Linked DNA regions of Mus musculus: all the other regions are linked to region 4. A link is a contact called in public promoter capture Hi-C data. All regions are on one chromosome and are shown on one strand. Each heading gives the region's core, a stretch centred on a gene start, on an enhancer-like site or on the middle of the called end of the contact. The rest is flanking DNA. Distances are from core to core; before and after follow the strand shown. Region 1 holds the start of Mcm3 (minichromosome maintenance complex component 3). Region 2 holds the start of Efhc1 (EF-hand domain (C-terminal) containing 1). Region 3 holds the start of Tram2 (translocating chain-associating membrane protein 2). Region 4 holds the start of Ogfrl1 (opioid growth factor receptor-like 1). Region 5 holds the start of Pkhd1 (polycystic kidney and hepatic disease 1). Region 6 holds the start of Gsta3 (glutathione S-transferase, alpha 3).

Region 1 (2,700 bases), core at 133-2,632, 2.6 Mb after region 4:
TCAGATGATGATCTGAGGGCATAACCCTTCCTTCACACAGGACTTCACCTGCTTCAGAAACTCCTCAGCCAGCAGGATCACCACGGTGGTGCCATCACTAGTGTCAGTGTCTTCGGATCCGGCAATGTCCACTAAAGTCTTTGCTGCAGGATGTCCACCATCGAGGAGTTTCAGAAGTAGAAATTGTTGTTTTGCCTTGGCCATCCACAATAAGTTGCCATGAGGACCCAGGGTGGTCTTATAGCCCCAGCAATCACTTGGCAAACACAGACAATGTTACTCACGAGCTGTTACTCATGAGTTGAGGAATGCCTTGAGAGCTATCAGTCCCCTCTTTCAACAGGATAACATGGTGGGCATCATCTTGGAAGCGGCATCCGGTACCCATAACTCATCTGTTCTCCACTTCAGGGTCGCCCACTCCAAGTGTTTTCTTTGGGCTGGAGACAGAAAAAAAGGAAGTACTTTGTATACTTTGCAATGCCTTGATTTTGACTGTTTCTGCATGCTGCTTTCCAGGCAGCCTCTTAGCAATTATTTCACCTTGTAAATCAGCCTTGGCCCATTAGTGCCTAAGGCAGAAAGCCAACAGATAGCAAGCAAAGCAAGCATGTGAACAGCAGTGGAACCCTTAGATATACTAACTATGCTTTTTTTTTTTTTAACAATCTGATTTTCTGCTTATCTATCTCATGACCTTGTGAAAGTGGGGAGAAATACGAATTATATATCTCTGTGTCTTCAAGGTTACAGATCAAGATACAGCAAATCAAGGCTGTGTTAAAGGCAATAGCATGATTCCGTGAATAAAATTTGTCTTTACACCATTTCTAACTTGCTCTTGGAATACTAGTGATGGCTTACTGGAGAATTTTGAATTCAGATTCCTCATTTTGTATAGGAGGAAATGAAGGCTAGAAGACAAAGTGTGTTAGAATCAATAATATGGAGGCTAAAGAGATGGGTCAGTGGGTATCCTGTTCGTCTTTCAAAAATACAAGGTGGAGAAAGATTGAGGAAGACACCGGATATCAACCTTTGGCCTTCATTTGTACCTGTGCATATGGGGTGCAAACTTAGACCTCCCCCCTCAGTAAATCCTAACTTCCGATTTGACAAAACTTCCTACAGGCAAAGAAAAAAAAAAAAGAAAAGAAAAACAGGGGGTGAGGTGGGAAGGACCACAACTCCCAGAATGCAGTGCTTCCTAGCCTTCCTGTTGCTCAATTTCCAGGGGGTGGGTTTTGAGCGTCCTCTCTGTACCATTGGTCAGACTTCCTATTAGGGCGGAGAAAGTGACCATTTCTCTCCAATCCAGGCACGGAATGAAAGGCTATTGAAGTGGTTAGCCAATCATAACGCGTCTCTGCTCCATGCTTCCTCCACCATAAACTTCCGTGGCGGGAAAACTTGGGAAGTTTTGGCGCCAAGGCGGTGTCACGCGTTTCCGGACTGTTTGGTGGCCGGCGATTTCGGAGCTGCGACATGGCGGGCACAGTAGTGCTGGATGATGTGGAGCTGCGGGAAGCGCAGAGAGACTACTTGGACTTCCTGGATGACGAGGTGAGGCTCGGGCCGCGAGCCCGGTGCTGGGGTCCCGCGGGTGACCGGGCACGGCTGAGGGGGTTCCCGCGGGTGACCGGGCACGGCTGATGGGGTTCCCGCGGGTGACCGGGCACGGCTGATGTGGTCCCCGCGGGTGACTGGGCACGGTGCTGGGGTCCCGCGGGTGACCGGGCACGGCTGAGGGGGTTCCCGCGGGTGACCGGGCACGGTGCTGGGGACCCCGCGGAGGACCAGGGCCGCTGATAACTTCTTTTCTCTGCAACTTCCTGTTATCTTTTTTTCTCTCCTAAAGATGTACCTCCAGATTTTAAAAGTTACATTCTTTTCATGTATTAGTTTCGTTATGAAATTTCATAAACACATAATGTATTTTGGTCATATTTCTTTCTTATCACTCCCTCTTATAATTACTGCTACTGATCCCCATAGCCTACTTGACATGGTACCCAGGCCTTGTGCTTGCCGTCTTCCTCTGAGCAGCCTATTTTTCTTGAAACCTCTTACATTAGGATATGTTAACTATACATACGGGTTACATTATGAAACTTCATAAGCACATAATGTATTTTGATCATTTTCATTTTCTCATTATCTCCTCTTGTCATTTTCTTGCTCCTGTATATCTTCATGAGTTACTAGGGTTTTCTCCAAAGTAATTTAGTTTGTCTCTAAATTCATGTGTTCCCCCCAAACCCCACACAACTTGCAAGGAGACTGGTCAGGTGTAAACAGGCTCTTCTTTGGAAAAGCTAATGTAACTGGCTCAGAGCCCTCAGATTTAATGACTGGCCTGATGCTGGTGAGGGTAGGAGCGAGACTAACAATTTATGACAGCTCTCTTTTTAGTGAATCAAGTGTTTTGTATGCAGGTAAAATGGGTTTAAGTGTAATCCAAAATTTAAAGCTATAGGATGTTGATGAGCCCTGGAAGTTTGTTGATCAATGAAAAGCAATTTAAATTTGAATTTTAAGAGTATTTAAATTACATTTCAAATATACATCATGATTTTGAAATATGTCTACAGTCAGGTGTGCTAACATCCAGATTTTAAAGTTAAATTTTCATATTGCAAGTTTTTTTGTTTGTTTTTACTAAGTCTTTAAGACTTAGGCCATTCTAATTCCCAATTAAAA
Region 2 (2,700 bases), core at 51-2,550, 2.4 Mb after region 4:
TGAAAGACCAAAGTTGGCATGGGTAGGCTGCATCAGGTAAGGGTCAGTCTAGCTAAGCGTCTTGCTTGGGTATTAAGGATCTGAACTCCACTCCTCTTATGAGAGCAGCAAGTGCTTTATCCTCTGAGCCACTTCCTTTTCACGAAGCTCCTGTTCTGTCTGGTTTGGATCTGCTGTCGTTTGGAGACAGTGACTAGCTATGTAGCCCAGGCTAGACTCAAATTGGCCACCCGTATGCCTCAGCTTCCTGAAAGCTGAGATTACGAATGTGCATCGCCACCCTGGACTTTATTTAATTTAATATTTAATTTCATCTAGATGATGACTATAAACAGTTGGGGCAAAGGAGTAAAATGCAATCTGAACGGGAGCCCTGTGTGTTGGCATGTCTTTAATCCAAGCAGTCTGCAGGCCGAGGCAGGTGGTTCTCAGGTTCAAGGCCAGCCTAGGCTGCAGACAAGATAAAACAACAACCTCCCCCCCCACACACACACACAGTCTGAAAATGAATCATGTGTGTAAGTACACACACACGGGCTACAGAAAGAGAAACATTAAGTGGTTCATTCCTATGGTTGAGACGGAAGAAATACAAGGAGAGGAGGAAGAATGCTTTACAGAGAAAAACTACAAGAAAACCAGCATGTGGGGGCGGCGGGAGGTGGGGGATTCAATTCTAGGGAAGGCTGTAGCTGGAGAGAAAAGTGACCCTTAACTCAAAAGGCCAGAGACTGGGGTGGGGACCCGTCAGGAAAGGAGTACGTGGAAAAGATGCATACACATAGAGGAAAGGGGTTGAAGGGCAGTGACCCTGAGGATTCAGAAGCGGTGAGACAAATCCAGAATGAGGCTGCTGTGGAGAGACGGTAGGAGAGGATGAAGGCGCTGAGTAGGGTTACAGTGCAGCTGGGGAGAGGCCTGGAGACAGCCTGGGGTAATCGGGCCAGAAGGCAGGTAGATGGGGCAGTAAAGAAAGAACAGGGCCACGGTGAGGACCCAGGAGGGTGAGTGGACTACCAAGAGGCCAAGCAAAATCGGCAGAGGCTGGGATGCGCGAGGACGACGGAGCCTGCGGAATGAAGGAGCGCAGAGGCGAGCCAAGTGGAGAACCCTTCGGGCTGGCCCTCACCGTGGAGTCTGTAAAGGACGAGCCCGGGAGAAAGGGCAGGCCGTGCACCGGGTTGGTCCCCATCGCTGCCCTGCAGCTGCCACCTCGGTTGCCTTTTGCCGCTCGGGTTACCCTGGCAACAAACTGCACTCGCGGGCCTCTCCAGACTCCCTGGTAACGCCAAACACACTAGTCGAGAGAGGGGAGGAGCGGCGGGGAGGAGGGGAGGATGTTAGGGGGCGGGGAAAGGGAGGCGGAGGCCAGGTCTGCGCCTGCGCACAGCACTACTGACTCTAGTGGCCACAGGACGTGGCTAATGGGTGTGGCAGAGGCGGCTCCGCCCCCTTTCTTTCCCATACTTTTCCCTTTCTCCTCAGCCCCCACTTCCTGGCTCCCAGAGGATGCAACCTAGGGGTGGGCTGAAGAAAGCGGATGTTCTTAGGCCTTGGCTCGCGCAGTGAGGTCTGGGATTGGACCACGTCCCTTTAGATCAGTTGTTACAAAGAAGTTCCTTGCTCCACGTTAGTCCTCCCAAGAGCTCAGGCACCCTTTCTCTGGGGAAAGAGCTGCTGTCCTAGTCCAGACACAATGTACAGTGGTTGCTCCCCAGTGAAAGCGCTAAATACTTCAGACTCATCAAATTATGAGGCAAGGGCTGTGGATTAGATTATAATCGACTGCATTTTCGTTGCTCAGACTTGATCCGATTTGAAGCCCCAGTCTTTCCACGGCTTCCTGGTCCCCTCTTAGCTATCTGTTCCACCGTAGATTCCTATAGATTGTGTGCTGAGGTCTCAGAACTTTACTGGGTATCTGTTGACTGAAAAGCTGGAGAGTGCCTACGCCTACCTTAGTCCTTGCTTTATAGCTATAGCATCAGTGATACATAAGAACCACAGAGGAAGAGAGAACCTTCAAAGAGAGACCGAGTCATGAGAAAGAAGTAATTCAGGGGAGTGAAATATTGTCAGGGTCATGTGTACTGCAGAGTATAGCATTTTCTGGACAACTTTTTTTTTTTCCTTTAAAAAAAAAGTGACCCCATTCCTGAAAGATCATCAGGAAAAGAAAGAAACCAAGAGTCTGTCAGCATGGGGAAATAAAAGGGAAGCTAAGATGCCCAGAGATTTTTTTCCATTATGTCTCAAATTTCCTAGGAGTTTGGTCTTTATAACATGTTTTCTGACCTAGGAATTTAGAGAAACGGTAGAGTAGTAAGCCTGAGGGAGAGTATCATGGGTCATTTGCTGCCACCAGTTAAGATGGCAGCTGCATTAGTCAGGGTTCCCTAGAGGAGCAGAACTGATGGAATGAATAAACACATTGATTGATGTTGGCTGTAGGTGCCGAAGTAAATAGAGAAGCTTACCAAGATGCTAAGCCTTCATTTTCTGAAGGGGCAAGAGGGTTCATCCTTCTTGGAAAAGGCTGGCATCCCGCTAGCTCACTCCAGTGACTTTGTTCAAATATTATACAAGCTTAATTGGGGCTGGGAAGGTTCTAGCTACCAAAGTTATCTTGCCTTTGCTGCCCATGAGAGCAGACGAGCCTTTTGATCACTGCTAGCTATAATCAAAAGTAAGAACTCCAGG
Region 3 (2,700 bases), core at 45-2,544, 2.3 Mb after region 4:
CAAACCAGGTGGAAGGTGAGGCCTGACACCGGAGGTCACTGGGGCGAAAATACATAAATATGTGAGCTCATGCATGTGCAGCCCCTATATGTCATAAACTGTACGCACGTGCACGCACGCACGCACGCACCGGTCTTAACTTTAAACAAAGGTTAGTCCAATATAGGCATTAATGCCCCCCGCCCCGCCCGTGGAGTTAGAAGCCCTAGGGCTGTCTGTTAAATAGTGCACAGTTTAGAATACAGGAGATAAATTTCTTTAAGGAACTTCATTCAGTTCTAGTTACCTTCAGACTGCTATTTTTGCAAACTCGTAACCGTGAAACTAATTTTAAAAAAAGAAAAGAAATTAAACAGTCCTCTGTTCATTTTGCATTTCTGTACATTTAGAAGCGATTATTTGTTCCTTCATTACTGGCAGGATTAAATCCAATATTTGCTAGTATAATTTATTTTAAAAGACCTTTTGTCCTTCCGGAAGTAATTTTGAAACTTAATATTAAATGGAAACGTTGGGTGAGGATCTTTTTTTTTTTTTTTTTTTTTTTTTATTTCTTCAGTGTTTATTCTTCCACTTCTGATCAATTAATATTGAAGGTAGTGAGCCCTGAAAAACCAATTCTGGGCAGTACCTGGCCTTTTAAGTGAAGGAGTAAAACGCGGGGTACCTGCACGCCCTTGCAAAGTAGGCTCTACTAAGGCAAGGCCTTGGGGTAGCTGCTGAAGGTTCTGAGAGGTTGAACCTACACTGTGCAATCCTTCAGACACAGGAGTAGCCATGCATTCATTTAAGATCCAGCGCAGGGCTGGGGCCAGTCCACAGGCCGGCACGAAGCTTCCCGCCCCGGGCCCTTCCTGCAGAGGAAGAAGCTGGGCGCTAGGAGTGGGATCCCGGCCCACTTCCTGTCCAGCAGCTCGGGAGCCGCTTCCTCTCAAAGCCGGAGGACAGGGCTTCCATTCCCGCGTCTCAGCGAGGTTCACGGAAGAGTGTACCCCCGGTGGAAGCCGCAAGCACCGGTAGCGAGCGCGGCACAAGGGTTAGGCGCGCCGGGCTCGCCCAGGAGGCGTGGCCGGTGGCGCTGGCCAAAGGGCTTGAGGGCGGGGCGGATGGAGGAAGGGGGTGTGGCCAGAGGCGCGCGCCTTTGCGGCCTGGGGGCGGGGCGGACGGAGGAAGGGGGTGTGGCTAGAGGCCCGCGCCTGTGCAGCCGCTGCGGGGCGAGGGCTGTGGCCGGGGGCGGTTCCGGGCGGCAGGCCGGGGCGGGGCGGGCAGAGGAAGGGGGCGGGGCCCGAAGTTGTTCCGCGCTGGGCTGCGGGGCTGGCGTGCGGACCGGGCCGGGCCGGAGAAGTTTTCGCTGGGGCTGCTGAGCGAGGGTGCGGGCCCCCGCAGGCGGTGAACGCCCGCTGCCATGGCTTTCCGTAGGAGGACGAAAAGTTACCCGCTCTTCAGCCAGGAGTTCATCATCCACAACCATGCAGACATCGGTTTCTGCTTGGTGCTCTGCGTCCTCATCGGGCTTATGTTCGAGGTGAGTAGAGCGGGGAGGGGGTGCTGCAGGGGTTGGCGGTCCTAACTCCCGTCCTCCGAGGCGCAGACAGGGATTCCCGGACCTCATCTGGGCTGGAGCGCGCCCGGCTGGGATGTCCCGCACGTTATCTGCACCTCTGGCTTTGTGCACTGTATCCACTCTGGCCTGGACCTAAGAGAGTCCAGACAGCACCCCTAACTCCTAGCTGTGCGGGCCGTGCCATGCTCTGTCGCCCCCCTTGGACACCCACCACATCCTACAACTCTATCTGAATCTCAGAAACCCATACCTGGCCTCGAACCAATTGCAGAGCTGCCTTCCTGGCCCTATGGTTGGGGTTTCCTTTCTGGCGACTTGGTGCCAATGTGGGAAACTCCTAGACCAGCTGTAATTGCACAATCCCCCCTCCTTCTCTCTAGTGGGGGCCTCCAGATCTTCTAGGCTTTTCTAGTGGAAGGGACCCTAACCCTCTCCACCTCTCTTGTGGCTTTCTGGAAGTTCTTCATCCTAACCTCTGGAGCTTGCTCCAGGTGTTCACATGTGGCCCTGGCTCCATCCCAGAGGGACCTTCTGCTACCAACCTCTCTTTAAATATGACCTAAAGGGCTAGTTTTAAGATATCCTTTGGCACTTTGAACTGTTCCTGTAGATCTGTGTGAACTGGACCCAGAGCCTCATCCCCTTTGCAGGAGCCAGTAGAGGGATACTCTCTGTGAAAGGTGATTTCCTAGTCGCTGCAGGGATGTGGGGTGGGAACAGAGAAAGGGATCCTGGATTCAGCACTGTGCTGGTGTAGGCCTCAGAGCTGTCTGTGTAAACCACTAAGGGGTCAGAATCCGAGGTCCCTACTCCAGAGTGCTGCAAAACGGTGATATTGAAAAGTGGGAAGGACTTACTATAGTATATATTGTCTCCAGAGCACCATAGGTAATAGGTGACAGTCCCATGGCTTGGGTCGCCTGGTCTTGAGAACACTCATTCCTATCCTCTCTTCTGTGTAAGTTTCCTGATCTGCATTCTACAGGGTAGTAAGAAGGTGCACCATTTAAGAGTTACTTGTCTATCCCTGCATCTACCCATATCTCCCTTATCTACCCATATCTACCCATATGTCCCTGTTACCGACTCAGGACCTATTTGGCTGAAGAACTTGTCCTCGCGCTGGGGCTGTTCTT
Region 4 (2,700 bases), core at 129-2,628:
GCAGTCTTAATGTTACAGATAATCCTATCCCCTTCCCGACCCCCTGTTGTGGGAGAGGTGCGCAAAGCAAGCTGGCCTATTAAAACAAACATCTTATCAACCAAGAAACTCCCTACCTCAGACAGGTATGAACACCCCTCCCCCAATAATACTGTCAAGTTCTAATTTTGTTTGGATCTGACAAGGACTTCATCCTAATATCATCAGTTTTTATGAATGAATATCTGACCAGAACGTTCTTTTTGTGTGGCCCCTGATAGTCATAAGGTCATTAAAGGTGAAGCTAGATGCCATTCCAGAGAGAAAAACCTGGCTTCATTTTGAAGATGAGGAGACTACCGGGGTCTCAAGAAGTTACGTGACCTGTCCAAAGCCAGAAACTGCTAGTAGAGTCACACCCTACTGTGAAGTTTGGAAAGAAACAACCACTGATTTATCTGTGGAGAGGCATCTTCTAGCCAAATCTTCCTTAAGCAATACCCATCTACCTGGATTTGCAATCTATTTAATTACTAGTTCTGAGTACAATTGATGCATCTAATAAAACTAACCCATGATCCCAGGCAATGTCCCACGGCAGAAAAAATCCCATCAAGACTCAGGTGCAGGCATCGGGCCACTAGCTCCTGGAGTTGGTTTCACGCTCTGCCATTTTCAGATGCTTTGGTTGTTATTTTGCCTAGAAGTATTCTTACAGCAGGTTTGCCTCTGGTCCTTAGAACCATAGTCTTCAGCACTCCACTTAGAACCAGCCTGTTCATTGTATAAATGCCGACGTTTTTCTGCCCAGAGCACAAATGTGGACTACTCACTGATGAAATAAATGTGCTGGCCTAATTCTTCTTGCTCCTTTGTTTCGAGAGAAGTTTGCTTTTAAGATGAGGGGACAGAGAGCTCTGACTTTTATTTTATAGACCGCAGGGATTCTAGGTGGCCTTAAGTACTGTTCCCGAAGCTTGGATTTCCTGTTTAGAGGGTGCACTGTCAAGATTAGCTTTTGTCTTCTGCTGTGGCTAATTTGTCTTCCTCTTGGAGCAGCCAGTGGGGGCGGGGGTGTGGGCAGGACCGGTCTGCTGATGGAGACACCTCCTTCCACTCTCTGACCTGGGCGGGATCAGGCTTCTCGCTTGGCTGGGAGGAGCCCCAAGGGGGCGGATCCCGGTCCACAGGGGGCGGGGCAGCTGACCCCTGGCCACTCCCGGGGACCGTGGAGGGGGGCGCGTCCCGGTGGAGCTGGTGCCGCGCGCTCGGGAGTGGGTTGGCTTCGCTGGGGCGGGGCGGGGCAGGGCGGGGCGGCGGCGGGATGGGCTGGCTGGGACGCGTGCGGCGGCGGCTCCGGGGGGCCCGGCTCCTCCCCGCCTGTGCGCCGGAGCGCCGGCGGCCGCGCTGAGCTGTGCGGCGCGGGCCGGGCGAGCAGCCGCCTGCGCCCCGAGCGAGCGGAGCGCGGCCATGCCCGGGCCCTAGCGCGCTACCGCAGCCCGCGCCCGCCGCCGCCTCTTCAATGGGCAACCTGCTCGGCGGGGTCAGCTTCCGCGAGCCCACCACCGTGGAGGACTGCGACTCCACCTGGCAGACCGATTCGGAGCCCGAGCCCGAGCAGCCGGGGCCGGCAGGCGGTGGCGAGGGCCAGCAGCACGACGAGCCGGAGCAGCCCAAGCAACCTCCCGAGAGAGCCGGAGGGCGGCCCCGCGCCAGCCCCGTGCCCGAGGACCACGCCGAGGCGGCGGGCGCGGAGCAGGTACGCGGCCCCGGGACCCACGGTGGGCCCGGCGAGGTCGTGCTCCCGGCGCCCGGGAGGGGACTGCCCCCGGGGATGCAGGGCGGGATGCTCGGCGTGCTTGGCCCGGGCACCCGACCTAAGGGAGCCTGCGGTGCCCAGGTGGCTAGCTGCTAGCCCAGGGGGCCTTGCTGTGAACCTCGCAGGGAAGTCTCCCCAAGGCAGACCCCGACCCCACTCGGTGTTCTCTTTGCCTCTGCAGCGCAGCTGGGTGATGCGAAGGTGGGGTGGGAGGAACTAAACTAAAAATAGAAGATTGTGAGGAGGACCCGGCCAGTGCCTGTTATTGATTTTTTTTTAATTTTAATTTTTTAAAAAAAGATTTAAAATATTATTCAGAGCAAGACAACTGCAGTTGTGAAGCGGCCCGCAGCCTCCCCCTCCCAGCGAGGGTCCAACGGGCATTAAAAGTATCACAGAAGGTTCCTGAGCAAACTTAAAATAACACCGTTCATTTCCCCAAGAGAAACCTTTCAACGACTTGAGTATTCCTTTAACATTTACGTTCACCCAGAAGACTTGTTGATCCAACCAAGCTTAAGTCAGTTGACCAATACAATTAGGTAGATAGGTTAGAAGAGAGATAGATGGCGTCCCTTAACCTCTTGTGGCTTCAGAAACTTTTAAAAGGAGGAACTGTATATTTTTAAAGAAGTCTGCACCGTTTAAGGTTGGTGGTTCTGTATTAGGCCTCCCTCTTACAACTTGAAGGAAAATGGAGCCCAAAATCCAATGTGACTTTAGGGGAAGCATCACCTTTCCAGGAAGTCCGAGCCTTCCCATCCAGGTTAATTGAGCGTGTTATTGAATGGAATGCAATTTCCAGGTGTGCGGTCCGTTTTAATTCCCCATTTTGGAGAACTGTGAGCCTTAAAGGAAATCTTGCCCAAAGCATACGAGGAGAAAAGTATGTCTGTGGCCAA
Region 5 (2,700 bases), core at 113-2,612, 2.8 Mb after region 4:
CCCATGATTCTGATGTATGATGTATGATTCTGGGTATGATGATGGGAAATCACACCCAGAGGGATTTGCTTTCCTTTCCTTTGTATCTTCATGAAGAGAAGAGGGCTGAAGAAAAGCAAGCAAGACAAGAGAGGAATCCCAGAGAGGAAAAGGGGGGCTTTTTCTCCAGGGAGGTTCTGGCAGTGCAATGTGAGGTGAAGCATCTCAAGAGTTGACCCTGGAAGACAAAAGCTTGCTCTAATCGCCTAATGAAGTTCTTCAGTGGAAAGTCATGCTGCTGTCCTGTCCACCTGGTGATCTGCCCTCTTTCTTTCAGAAATATGGATATAAGTTGTAGACAATATAATAATTTTTTTTCAAAGTAAGGAAAGGGGAAAAGCCCAAACCAAAAGAGGCCCCAGGCATTCTCAGTTTCAATACTTTGCTTTCATTGCCTAGGTCTATTTCAAATATATCCCTAATATAATCCACGTTATGGATGAGTCTACTCTATAGAAAGCACAGTGCAATCTATTTGGGTTTATAGAAGAATAAACATAGTATTTTTCCCCTACGTGATGTACACAGAGTTCTGGGAATAGCTTATATACGTCAGACACTATTGAGCAGCTCAACCCTGCTGAATCATTTAGCAAGGTACACTCGAGTTTTGATGACTGTGAACTGTATATTGCCAATACGGGAACTTAGTTATCTCTCAGAGTATATATAACCTTAGAGTCCTAATAGGAAATAGAAGGCATATTTGAGATAAAAAATTATTAAAGGGATTAGTTCTAGAAGGGCAGCCAAGATTTAGAAAAGGCATAAAGGGGTGGTATTAAAAACTTGCAAGCTAGCAATAGTATAAGCTGTTAGTAGCCTTGGCCTGAAGATGCACACAAAGGAAATATATCTGAACCTGCAGAAAAAGCAAGCACAAGACAGCAACAGTATTCCATGAAGGAAATGATCTACTCTAGTGACCTTTGAACCCCAGGCTGTGCCATATTTTTGAAACCAATAAGACATCAAGTGTAGTGGACCACCACTGAAAGCCCATAGCATAGGGTGCAGGATCAGGCAGAGAGCACTCATGGAGCATGTAAGTTCCTGCTGGGGTCTCTGCTCACTGGCTGTCTTTCTGGCACCTCCTTTCAGTTACTGAGTGCCCACTGGTCACACTGGCTAGACTATTTTTTTCTTTTCTTTTCTTTTTTTTTTTTTAATTCTTGTCTGAGACACATGCAGTAAGTGGAGAAAAATGTAAGCAGCCCTTTCTTTGGGTCTCTAAGTGGCTCGCGTTAATTATTAAACTTGCCCTGTGGTCATTTGTGAACTTTCACTCTGGTGCACGTTTAGCCAGGACACAAGCGAGTTAGGTGAGTTCCAGTCCAACAGGAAGTGAGCTACCTGCATCTTAGCTAGCTAGCTAGCTAGCTGCAGGCTGGCCTGTCACCGAATAACGCGGCTTCGTTTAGAAGGGGACGGTTTCTCTCATTTGAGGCACAAGGCTGACACAGCATCAGGTACTGTTTGATTCAGAAAAAGACTTCCTTTTCTAGCGCTGCATCTCCCACTGTCATTGCAGTAAGCAAAAGGAAGTGGGAGTGGGAGGTCCACAGTAAGAGCACGGAAACTTGTCTTTTAGGCTCCCAGAGGAGGGGATGCTGAGAGAAGAGGGATGCGGGAGGGGCAGAAGAAAGAGAACGCAGACAGGAAGAGGACTAAACTCAATGCACAGTGCACGTCTCTGTGGCTGAAACATTCCCCTTAAAAGAAACTGGACACTGTGTTGATCACCAGGAAGGATGAGCAGACTTGAATGAATCCCCACCCAGCAAAGTGACATTTATGGTTCATATGACTGTTTTGTTTTGGAGGAAAAAAAATAGGTATTTCTGAACTTCAAGTTTATTGGAGCTCATTGTGGGGTGCTTATTTCTGTTGTTCTAAGTGGGGTGTTATTATGCTTGCTCTAAGCATGGGGCCGGACATTAAGATGAATTATTATAAAATAGTATGCCCAGATTGGCCTGCACACCTGGCAGAACATGCAAGCTGGGTCCCGTGCCTTTGGGCTAGGTATGGAATCCTCGCTCCTGTTGTGCTTTTGTAGGACATGCACTTTTGAACGCTGGATGTTTGTAAATTGAATTCAATTACAAATAGACTGAAGGGTGTAGGAAATTTTACAAGGTAAAAGGACACCTGGTAACATCAACACTCCTTTCAAACCTCAAAAGACTCCACGCCTCCTCTTTGCTGGGGACTAAGGACAGACTTTTATTTCCCCTGGCTTCCAGTACAATGTTCAGCATCTATTGGGTATGTAATAAACTTTCCCAGTCCTGAACTAAATAGAAGTTATTATCTCTTTTGGGCCATCTTAAACAGGACACACCTGTATGATAAATTCACTACAATTGGGCAGGCAGACATTGCTAGACATTCTTGTCGTGAAACTACTGGGGCGTTCTGAAACGGTTGTAACTGCTACCACATTGAGTGTTTTTGTAGAAATTTACATTAACGTATATGTAATGATATGGACTTATTCATTACGGTTTTCAAACTTTCAGAGACCCTCAGAGCTAGAGTTTTAGGAATATTTGTCTATTCACTTCTGCCTGGTGTTAGAGAGGAACTCTCAGCCTTCATAGGGCCAGGCTATGTGAATTCTGTTTCCTTCAGCATGGAGAAAAAGCCATTTATTCTAGA
Region 6 (2,700 bases), core at 103-2,602, 2.1 Mb after region 4:
CATTTGTAGCCTCACCCATTGGCTTATCACACTCTGCACCCTGCCAAAAATCACTACCACCCCTAGTTTCTCCGACACTTCTTTCTCTGGCATCACAGGCTGCTTCACACTGGATCCCTCAGACTGTGATAATATCCTCACCCTGAGCAATACCACCCAGCCCCTATGTCCAGAAGTTCACAAGCCCTTTCTTGTCTAGATTTCTTCAAGAAGAGATCAGAAAGATTTCTAATCAGACTTTTATTCTGCTGCTATTGTACAATGACCAGCCCCTAGCTACTGAGCTAGAGGCCTGTGACTATACCCTGATGGTGAAGATCAAGTTTTCCCTAAGAACTTTGGCAGCCCCAATCAGCAGAAAGTAGTTTAATGAGAATGTTGCTCCCTTTCCTACTATTTGGTTGCATCATCATCATCATCATAACGTAGGGTAAATGGTATGAGCCCATTTCTGGATGACAAAAGCTACCCAAACCCATCAGTGCCTGAGCTTGAAAACCTACCAATTCCCATGTGCAAAATTCCCACCAATCCCTGCACTTGCTCCAAGCTCACAACTTGAAATCTTACTAATCTTCGCCCTGGAAATCTCCACCTTGGAAAACTCCTCCCTCAAAAGAGCTGTATATAAGCCTTTCTCCTGTCCAGTTCTCACCCTAGCAGAGGTAGCCACCTTCTTATATCCTTCCCAATAAATCTCCAGTATGAGGTTTGTTGTGCAGTGTGACTCTGTGGTATCACTTGGCTTCCAAATGCTGGGATGCCTTTCCCTTCAGAGCTGCAACATTTCCATAGGGGAAACCTTTTTCCTCAGAGTTATAGCACTTGCACCAGGGAAACCTCCACCCTCAGAGCTGTAACACACTAAGTCCCATGCTTCTCTTCCCTGGACATAATTGCAATTTGTCTAGGCTATTACCTCCTATTGTCTACTTATGAGATTAATTTGTCTCTTACCAATAAATTCTCATGTCTCAATCCTTTACTAAATCCTCAATCATTATCTAAATCCTTTATGCTTACATCTCTATTACAATGTATCCAGCAGAAATGGATTCGGCAATTCTTAGACTGTCCTGAATCCAGCACACCTAGTCTGCATGCCAGTATAAAACTTTGTTTTCTTGTGCTAAATTATTTTCTAGGAACATATAGGATGTGTGTGTGGGGGGGGGGGGGAGAGAGAGTGTGAGAGAGAGCAAGCGAGCGAGCGAGCGAGCGAGAGAGAGAGAGAGAGAGAGAGAGAAAGAGAGAGAGAGATTTGATTCAGTACTTACCTTGTTAAAAAGCTGTTCCCTCTAAAAAGCTAGCTTTTACCATATGCAAGAGTTTCTGCTGTTTTGTAAGCTACTTATTAAATTTGAATACGCCCTTCCCAGTTAAGGGGAGACAATCCAATAAGGGAAAAGCTACTCCCACAGTGTTCAGAGGCCAGACATTTAGATAAAGGATTAGAAGAAAAATGCAATGTCATGCCTGAGTTGCTAAAGAGTTGGTTAATATGTTTCTTCCTCAATGCCAATGGCAAGCTGGAAGAACCTGTTCCAAGCAGAGTTAACTCTTCGGCTGTCAATGAGGATGGGCTAAAGCAAGTGGGAAATCTCAGCTGGCAGATGTTATAAAGAGAACTCTGGTGACACCAGGGAGTACTTCTGTGGACTGGGCCACCAGGTTAGGTACAGAACAGATAATCTTGTTGGGAACAAGCAATAGAACCTCATTCTAGGTACTACCAGTTTGGTTTCAGACTCCATTTAATCCTAAGAAAAAAATTAAATTCAAGGTCTCAGGCCCTAGGGAGCTGGGAACTTCCCAGTAGCTGACCAGCTTCTGTTGTAAGGAAACAGCTGTCTGAGTGCAGACATCTCAAGGACAACTTCTCCAACTTGCTGGCAAGGTCAACCTAAGTTCATCTTCCCAGGCTCAGGAATCAACTCCACTCTTGATTAATGGAAACTTCCTTGCTCAGTCCCTTATATCAAAGTATGATTAGACAATGCTATAGCCCCCCTAGCATCCCATCTCTTTACGGTTTCATACTATAAATATGATGGATAGCATCCCTTCAGGGTCTTAGTTCAGCTCCCAAGTCTGATCTGTGGCCCTGATTGAGCAGTAGTGGCTTGATTACAATCAAATTTTTGTCAACTGCATTGACCTGCTGTTTGAATTATGTTGGATTTAAGCAGACCCCACAACGAGCTGAGTTTCAGGTAGTGATTATTAGTATGTCACAAGTATTGAGGGAATGTGCTTATGCTAAAAAGAGATGTTATCTTTGAACTTCACATTGACATGGCTGTCCTAGATGTTACCTTCTCCGCAAAAGGCCTTTGCATGTGCCCTGTGTTCAGTTAGACTCCTGACTATCAGCTACTATTTCATTTTCTCAATTATTGTGTCCTGAATTATTTTTACATTATATGTTTCAAGTGCTCTCATGGGCTGTGGTATGTGTCAAGTCCCTATAAATGGGCATAAAAATATGACCATAGATAGTAGCAGCAAATTAATTTAGAATGGTTGCAATAATTTCTACCAAAAACACAAAAGAGGAATAGTATTTTTAAAAACCCCAAATACATTCTATCACTCAGATTGATAACTTGTCAGTTTTTTGTTAACTATATTGTAGAATGAGTTAAGTTTATCATGTGCCTTCCCTCAAAGTTAGACCCATGTCCAAATCCTAGGCTCTTG

Evidence for each region. Promoter capture Hi-C pulls out the DNA fragments that hold promoters and counts their contacts. Capture Hi-C pulls out chosen DNA fragments and counts their contacts.
Region 1: a promoter capture Hi-C map of adipose tissue shows a contact between it and region 4, with 3 times the contacts expected there. The contact joins the promoter of Mcm3 here to the promoter of Ogfrl1 in region 4. A contact is called at or near these places in 5 of 39 promoter capture datasets (hippocampal neurons, liver, pre-B cells and 1 more), 1 of 484 Hi-C or Micro-C datasets (B cells), 2 of 115 datasets of contacts at active chromatin or transcription factors (astrocytes and embryonic stem cells) and 1 of 9 other capture datasets (adipose tissue).
Region 2: a contact with region 4 is called in a promoter capture Hi-C map of liver, with 9 times the contacts expected there. The contact joins the promoter of Efhc1 here to the promoter of Ogfrl1 in region 4. A contact is called at or near these places in 3 of 39 promoter capture datasets (hippocampal neurons, liver and pre-B cells) and 1 of 115 datasets of contacts at active chromatin or transcription factors (astrocytes).
Region 3: a contact with region 4 is called in a promoter capture Hi-C map of pre-B cells. The contact joins the promoter of Tram2 here to the promoter of Ogfrl1 in region 4. A contact is called at or near these places in 4 of 39 promoter capture datasets (the C10 cell line, the HPC-7 cell line, liver and 1 more), 1 of 115 datasets of contacts at active chromatin or transcription factors (astrocytes) and 2 of 9 other capture datasets (adipose tissue and liver).
Region 5: a promoter capture Hi-C map of liver shows a contact between it and region 4, with 7 times the contacts expected there. The contact joins the promoter of Pkhd1 here to the promoter of Ogfrl1 in region 4. A contact is called at or near these places in 2 of 39 promoter capture datasets (both in liver).
Region 6: a promoter capture Hi-C map of liver shows a contact between it and region 4, with 3 times the contacts expected there. The contact joins the promoter of Gsta3 here to the promoter of Ogfrl1 in region 4. A contact is called at or near these places in 3 of 39 promoter capture datasets (liver and pre-B cells) and 1 of 115 datasets of contacts at active chromatin or transcription factors (astrocytes).

Annotation. Positions count from the first base shown.
Region 1 is chr1:20,818,994-20,821,693 of GRCm38.p6, reverse strand. Mcm3 (minichromosome maintenance complex component 3) reads left to right here and starts at 1,382. Exons shown (of 17, transcript NM_008563.3): 1 at 1,382-1,563. The coding sequence starts at 1,486. It also overlaps the pseudogene Gm20587.
Region 2 is chr1:20,950,226-20,952,925 of GRCm38.p6, reverse strand. Efhc1 (EF-hand domain (C-terminal) containing 1) reads right to left here and starts at 1,300. Exons shown (of 11, transcript NM_027974.1): 1 at 1,130-1,300. The coding sequence starts at 1,192. All of the region lies in intron 1 of Gm51618 (a long non-coding RNA gene), which reads left to right.
Region 3 is chr1:21,077,819-21,080,518 of GRCm38.p6, reverse strand. It overlaps Tram2 (translocating chain-associating membrane protein 2), which reads left to right and starts at 1,294. Exons shown (of 11, transcript NM_177409.3): 1 at 1,294-1,525. The coding sequence starts at 1,406.
Region 4 is chr1:23,381,853-23,384,552 of GRCm38.p6, reverse strand. It overlaps Ogfrl1 (opioid growth factor receptor-like 1), which reads left to right and starts at 1,378. Exons shown (of 7, transcript NM_001081079.1): 1 at 1,378-1,738. The coding sequence starts at 1,502.
Region 5 is chr1:20,616,719-20,619,418 of GRCm38.p6, reverse strand. Pkhd1 (polycystic kidney and hepatic disease 1) reads left to right here and starts at 1,362. Exons shown (of 67, transcript NM_153179.3): 1 at 1,362-1,508.
Region 6 is chr1:21,239,237-21,241,936 of GRCm38.p6, reverse strand. It overlaps Gsta3 (glutathione S-transferase, alpha 3), which reads right to left and starts at 1,352. Exons shown (of 7, transcript NM_010356.4): 1 at 1,278-1,352. The region is part of intron 1 of Gm28836 (a long non-coding RNA gene); the gene reads left to right.